2 separate regions of the Gossypium hirsutum genome follow, and region 1 is linked to region 2. The links are chromatin contacts, called in public Hi-C maps. All regions are on one chromosome and are shown on one strand. Each heading gives the region's core, a stretch centred on a gene start, on an enhancer-like site or on the middle of the called end of the contact. The rest is flanking DNA. Distances are from core to core; before and after follow the strand shown. Region 1 holds the start of LOC107922242 (CTL-like protein DDB_G0288717). Region 2 holds the start of LOC107922329 (peptidyl-prolyl cis-trans isomerase).

The links. A called contact is a pair of places that touch in the nucleus more often than the background predicts.
Region 1: a contact with region 2 is called in a Hi-C map of leaf, with 2.4 times the contacts expected there. The contact joins the promoter of LOC107922242 here to the promoter of LOC107922329 in region 2. A contact is called at or near these places in 2 of 34 Hi-C or Micro-C datasets (both in leaf).

What each region holds. Positions count from the first base shown.
Region 1 is chrD01:54,862,497-54,866,160 of Gossypium_hirsutum_v2.1, forward strand. It overlaps LOC107922242 (CTL-like protein DDB_G0288717), which reads left to right and starts at 2,316. Exons shown (of 3, transcript XM_016852162.2): 1 at 2,316-3,664. The coding sequence starts at 2,598.
Region 2 is chrD01:53,985,940-53,989,581 of Gossypium_hirsutum_v2.1, forward strand. LOC107922329 (peptidyl-prolyl cis-trans isomerase) reads left to right here and starts at 1,911. Exons shown (of 1, transcript XM_016852317.2): 1 at 1,911-2,971. The coding sequence starts at 2,267. The coding sequence ends at 2,788.

The DNA.
Region 1 (3,664 bases), core at 1,066-3,565, 880 kb after region 2:
ATAAATTATTAACATTATTAAAAAGTATAAAAATGATTAAAATATATATTTTTAATTCTAAAAATAATAATTAACTATTGATGTCGTGACATACATATGTATGTCATATCAACAAAATTAACAAATGTTAATTTTTTCATCCATTTTGAGGTGATTTTGGCAAACAAAACAAGTTCAAGGGCTAAAAGAAGTGAAAAATTAAAGGCATAATTGCATAAAATGCCCTCAACGTTTATGGGTTTTTGGGTTTGAGCCCTTAACCTTTTTTAATTGGCACCTTCAATGTTACGATTTTTTTTGACATAGCCTATGTAGTATGCCACATAAGCACAATGTCATAGATGATGTCTTCAAAACAATTTTTTTTTCATTTTTTTTCATTTTCTTTCTTTCTCTCTTCCCCTTTAACTGTTGTTACAATAAAACATGTTTTTTCAACGCTTTCCCAGATTTTGTCTCTTTCCAAACACATCTTTAGTGTTTTTCTCTCTTTCCAGATTTTCTCAACGCCTCCATGAGTTATTAGTTTTTTTTTCTAATCAACACATCTTTATTAATAAAATGGCATATAACAAACATCCAAAAGAGCATGCAAACTAATGAAATCCATTAAAACATAATATAGATACATATATATTTATATTTATATGCACACCACCATTTTCTTCAGTTTCTCACCAGCCAAATGGAATAAAACGAATCCCTACAACAAAAAGAAGCTAACTTTCTAGTGTTTTAACAAAAATTCAGCAAATTCCACATCCCATTTTATACTAATTGAGCTAGATCTATCAACTTTAACCTCCAAAATTCAGCTTTTAAACCTTCCACAATCCTATTTGTTTCTGGAAAAAAAACAGAGAAAGAAAGAAAAAGATCAAAGTTCTGGGAATTACCATAATCATCTTCATCAAGAAAATTAAAGGAATGGTGATCACAATTGTAAGTAAACTTGTTGTTGGAAGAAGTGAGTTTCTGCAAACACTAAGCTGCGATTGCTGGGAAATTCCTAGTGAACTCAGTGTATTCAGCCAAGATCGTTGTTCCTCGAGCAATGAAGCTATAAATAAACGCTTCCTGATTCATTCTTTTTCTCTCTTGAGTTAAATTCAGTTAGCTCACAAGTTAATCACAGAGACTGAACAGAGAAAGACAATGAAACTTTTCTTGTTCTACTACTTCAACGTTAATGTTTCCTTTTTCATTTTTTTAAGATTGAGTCTGCCATTTCTTTGTTTGTTTCAAAAATAATTTTGTGTGAGTTTAATCATCTTTTGTAATTTATTAATTTCTATTCTTTATTTTTTGAAATATGTATTTTCAATTTGAATTTGGGTGTTTGGAAAGAGAGAAAATTTGGGAAAACGTTGAGAAAAAAATGTTTTATTGGAGCAACAATGAGAAGGGAAGAGAGAAAGAAAGAATATGGGAAAGAAAATTGTTTTGATGATGTCATCTATAACATTGTGCTAATGTGACATGACACATAGGTTATTTCGTTAACTTGTCATTTGATTGACGGTTAACTCACGTTTACCGTTAAAATTAGACTAATTTTTAAAAAATCGTAATATTGAGGATGTCAATAAAAAAAGGGATTAAGGGCCCAAACCTAAAAATCTATAAACGTTGAGGGTATTTTATGCAATTAGGTCAAAATTAAATAAAATACTAAAATAATTTTTTTTATAAAATTAGAGAATCAAATATATATAAAACTATATTCTTTACAACCGATAATGATAACTTAATTATTATTAGTTGAGAAAATTTAGCATGTCTACTCTATAACATTTTGTCGTACTACTTTTAGTTGAGAAAATATAACATTTTGTGTAATAATATTTTTCATACTTTAAATAATAAGATTTTATATTTGAGTTAAATAAATGAAATAAAAAATATAATATATTTGATAATGTATTAAGTAAAGATAATTTTATGTTATGGTAAATCACCAAGTAGGTATAATCTTTCCCTTAGATCACAAGAAAAAAAGGATTGATCTAAGAGTGACAAAATCTGTCATAAATTACCACTTTAATACTAAAATTAACAAGATGAAAAAACAAAAATGGATTGAACGCCTTTGTTGTTGCTTTTTGATACCATGAATCGTGGTCATCAACTCCAACTACTTCATTATGTACACTTGTTAAATTCACTTAGTGTTTTTCTAATAATTAAAAATATATTATTGAAATTTAATTATAATTATTTAAAAAAAACTATATTTCTTTGACATTTTTAAGTAATAGTTCACCCGAAAATAATGGACTTATCTCATATTTATTTTAGTAATGAATAGTTCCACGTGGCACTTCAACAGTTCCGTTCCACCACGACCAAACGGTCCAAACCCACTCATCTTCTTCTCCAGCTCTCAGTTTAGTAATTCGGCTTCCATTCCATGAACAAACAGTCAAACAAAAACCCCCAAATAAATTTAAAATTAAATAAATCCCCCCAAAAAGTACTAAAACGAACAAAACAATAATTATTGAAAGCCAAAGTCCTAAAATTTCTTCTTGCTAATCAGATAAAACGTCTCTCCCCACGGTTGTTTTGTTTTCTCCGTCCCTTGATTCGTCGCTGCGATGGGCAGCACGGAAGAAGATACCACCACTTCCAAACCCACATCTCTATACGACGCCGCTTCCTCCACCGAACCTCTCCTCTTCAAACCCACCACCGGCTCTGCCTACCCATCTCCTCCAATCGAAGAACCACCTCAATCCGGCCCCTCCGAATCCGACCCAACTCAGTCCCTCCAGATCTCTTTCAATTACGGGCCCAGACCTTTCAAAGACCTCCCTTTCCTCATCCTCTTCCTTCTCTTCGTCCTCTGCACTTTCGCTTTCGGTATTTTCTCAATCTTCCATCGAAACGGCAACTACTCCAACGTTTCGGCCTTCACCTACGATTCCAATTCCACTTCGTGCGTTCAAGATACTTCCTTTTTATCAAGTCAATTATGGGTCTCTGAAACTTCATTTTTTGCGTTGTCAAGTTCCAGTCTTTGGACGTATTTAGTATGGACCCTTGTGATAACTTCAGTTTTAAGTGTACCCATATGTTTGCTTTTGCTTTTATTACTCAAACACTACACCAAGCAGATCGTTTATGTCTTGCTTCCTTTCTTTATAATCATGCCGGTTTTCTTTGATGTTTATTGGTTCGTTGCTTGTACCTTGAGCTCTTCTTGTAGTGATGCTTTCCCTTTGGTCTATAGAATTCTGGTGCTTATTTTCATTTTGTTAATAGTTGGGGTTATTGTTTGGATCATTGTGGCTAATTGGCATCGGATCGAGTTGACTGTGAGGATTATCGGGGTTGCTTCCGATGCGCTTTCGAGGAATTTAGGGTTGTTTTTGGTGATACCGTTGTTGACCGTTGGATTGTTGGCTTATTATGCGTCAATTGTTGTGTTCTTGGTGTTTTCTAGGTTTAATGGGAAAATTGTGGCTAAAGAATCGAATGGGGAGTATACTTGTGTTTGGAAACAAGATAGCTGGGTGCCTGCTTATTTTACATTGGCTATTTTGACAATGTTGTGGTCCTTGACCAGTATGGTGGAAGCTCAGGTTTATGTTACCAGTGGCACCATTGCTCAGTGGTACTTCTCCAAAGATGATACGAAACCTCACCGGAGCATAAGGAGATC
Region 2 (3,642 bases), core at 661-3,160:
CCGCCCATGAGCACCTCTAGTCGTGTGTGTACCATTTGTGCAAGGATTTGTTATCTTGCACCTCTCTAATTTTAAACCTAAGACTCCTGCAAATATATAATTTCAAATCTACAGCCTCTCATATAGAAATTCTGATATCATCATATAATGATAATTTACATTAATTACTTAAAATAAAATTATTAAAAAATAATTAATGTTAATATTCATGTGGAGTGTTGTTGGTTAATTAAGTTAAAAGAAAGGGCAGACCCAATAGAAAGAAGCAATCAGAAGGTGGGGTTGATTTTGTTAGCCCATGTTTGTTTATTGGGCCAAAGACTACCAGAGGGTTTTACTTGTTGATGGCATCCCAACTAACTCATCATCCTACCTCTATTCATTGTTCGCCTGTTTATTGCAATCAAAAACCTCTAAATACATGTAAGATGATTATTCAACCAAGATTATCTTTCCCTGTGAAAATCAAAGGCATATTCGTCCCCCTAGATTGGCATCTATCATTCAATTCTGCTTAACCAATCACATATTTTACTTTATGCTAACGCCCTTTCCCAAGCAAAAGCAGCAGAGCAGAGCATAAAGGGTGGTTGGAGGGACACCATAGGTTTCATCGAGAAGCTAACTGCAATATTATAATAATATATGCTTTTTTTTTTTTGCAGACACGAGATGCTAAAATAAGCTTTGTGAGGCAGGGGGTCCGCTATTACTAGAATAAATTGAACCATAGAACATAATTTTAATTGGTTTAATAATAAATGTAATCCACAAATTTATAAAATTTATCAATTTAATCTTAATTTCATAAATTCATCTCACCATATTTGTGTAATTGCGTAAATATTGATGTTAAATTTATTAAGTATTTTAGAATTAAAGTCAATATAAAAAAATATATGTAAATATTAAAAGTTAAATTTATTATCATACTAATTAAAATTATATATAATTAATGAAAGGCCGTGATTAATTATTACTTTTAAATTTAATAAAGATTAAATTTAATGATCAATTTACTTATTTTAAAAATTAAAGAACTGAAAAGGACTAGATTTGTACCTACCTAGCATGCTCCATGTCTGAAGCAGTGTCGCTCTCTCTCTCTAAAGTCTAAATCAGTCTTTTTGAGTTTTAACTTATTATTTATGAAAATAAGCCGCATCATTTAAAAAAACAAAGAAAGGAAAATAAGCGGAAAAGTGGCCTCCCGCTGCCCCGCATCTCATCTCATACCTTGTGAATTTTTTTATTATTAGTAAACCTGCGGGATTGCTGCCTCAACTACAAGTCTACAACCCCATTTTCTTAGTTTTCTCTTAGCTTTTTTTTCTTAAATACACTCCACATTTGGATCATGTATGCTATGGTTTTTTTATTGATATAAAACATAAACATAATACAAATGATTAAAAATTAAAATTTTAAATTTTAAATTTAAATATAATGTTAATAAATTTCATTTTATTTTTCTACTGACCTAAGAATATTAATTATAAATTTATCCTTTTATTTTATAAAAAAAATTCATAATCTAATCTACTAAAACTTAGGCCAATTAGATAATATTGTTAATCATTATCGACCTATAGATAAGTAATTTAATAATTTATATGCAAACAGCTAATAGAAGTTAGCAGTCATATGTAATAAATTAGCAAAAATCAAATTTACATAACATGGACGGTGCCAAGAGGACTAGTAAGTGCCCAGACTCTCTTAAAATAAAAAAAAATTATTATTTCAATCCCTTAAAAATTTTAAAATTATAAATTATTTTAATTGTAAAAATACATTTAAGAAAAAAAGCGTATGCGATTTAAAATTTTAGAATTTAATTTTGACATCTGAGAAATAAAATATAGAGAGGAATATCTCAAATTTGGAGAAAATAGTATAGGTATAAAAGAAAGGGTTTTTGTTCGATGGACTGTGATAAAAATGAGAAGGCCCACCAAAAGTAAAATTAAACTCGTACAGTACTAGCTACTACTTTACTAATCCGTGAATACCGACAAAAAGCATATGCCGCCAAGCCAAAGGGCCCCTCGGTTACCAAATGGACTAACTCTAGTTGAACCTATACCTTACGCTGGTTAATATTTACCCGTCGCGATCAATCCACGTTTCCATCTCTCAACGGTCCAGATCCCTCTCCTTTCTATATAAAAACTCCTCTCTCTCCGTTCAAACCCTATACCTACTCATTGAAGCAGAAAATATCACAAATCTTCTTCTCCTTCTCAGAAATCTTAGTATCATCACTATGGCCTCAAATCCCAAGGTCTTCTTTGACATGACGATCGGTGGTCAGCCCGCTGGTCGGATTGTGATGGAGCTTTTCGCAGATTGCACTCCTCGCACTGCGGAGAACTTCCGTGCCCTCTGTACTGGCGAGAAAGGCGTCGGCCGCAGCGGTAAGCCCCTCCACTACAAAAGCTCTTCTTTCCATCGTGTGATCCCTAACTTTATGTGCCAAGGAGGTGACTTCACCGCCGGAAACGGTACCGGAGGTGAATCCATCTACGGATCAAAGTTCGCTGACGAGAACTTCATCAAGAAGCACACTGGTCCCGGTATTCTCTCAATGGCTAACGCTGGACCGGGAACTAACGGATCTCAGTTCTTCATTTGCACGGCTAAGACTGAGTGGCTCGACGGAAAGCACGTTGTGTTTGGACAAGTTGTTGAAGGCATGGATGTGGTGAAAGCCATTGAGAAAGTTGGGTCTAGCAGTGGAAGAACTTCCAAGCCCGTTGTTGTCGCTGACTGCGGACAGCTCTCTTAGAGAAGAAAAAGAGAACTATGTGTTAAGCTGGGATGTTGTCTAATGTCTAGAATATTTAATGTCTGTCATTTAGACTCTTTTATGGTGCTGTTTTTATCGTCACTGGGTTTGGTGGTTTTCAAGAACTTGCTTTATGTAGTTTTTATGATTAACTACCATTAAATAAGATACTCTTTTTCATCATCATAATAATCTCTGTCTACCTGTGTTTTTAATTTTTGGCAATGGCTTCTTCTCGGCAGTAGAAACCTCACCCACTGGCCGCTCCGTGCGGTGTAATCAAAAGCATTGGTATTTAGTCATCGGTGGTGTAAATTGTTTAGACCTAGTCAATTGTGGAAATGGATTTTTAAAATAAAGATATTTTTGCAGATAAACTTAAGAAGATGAAGACAAAATATCCAAATAATCTCATGGGTTGTTTTGAATAATTATGGTTACATAGACACTTGTGAAGGAGATGGGGTCCTTGGAGATTGATCCACAGCCTCAGCTGTAAGGCAAAAAATCAAAGCAGGTGATACGTGGAGAGAGACAAGGTTATTTGTTTTGTGATGGAAATAGAGCCTCGTTTCAGATGTGGCGTCCCACCACCGCTTGGCCTTGGGGTTCTTCGATTTTTCCCGAGGTGTGGATGTTGGTCGGACTAATGTGCTTGACTCAAGGTGGGTTTGATAGGTAGTTTACTTTTTGTCTTATGCTACAGTATCGTTATAGTATCTAATTTTACCGCCACCACTGTTTTTACACTAACTGCAGGTAAACGCACCGCCTATTCAAATTCACCATCAATAATAAATTTAAATACTAATGTATGGTCGTAATTGTATTTTTAAATTTTTTTACTATTAACC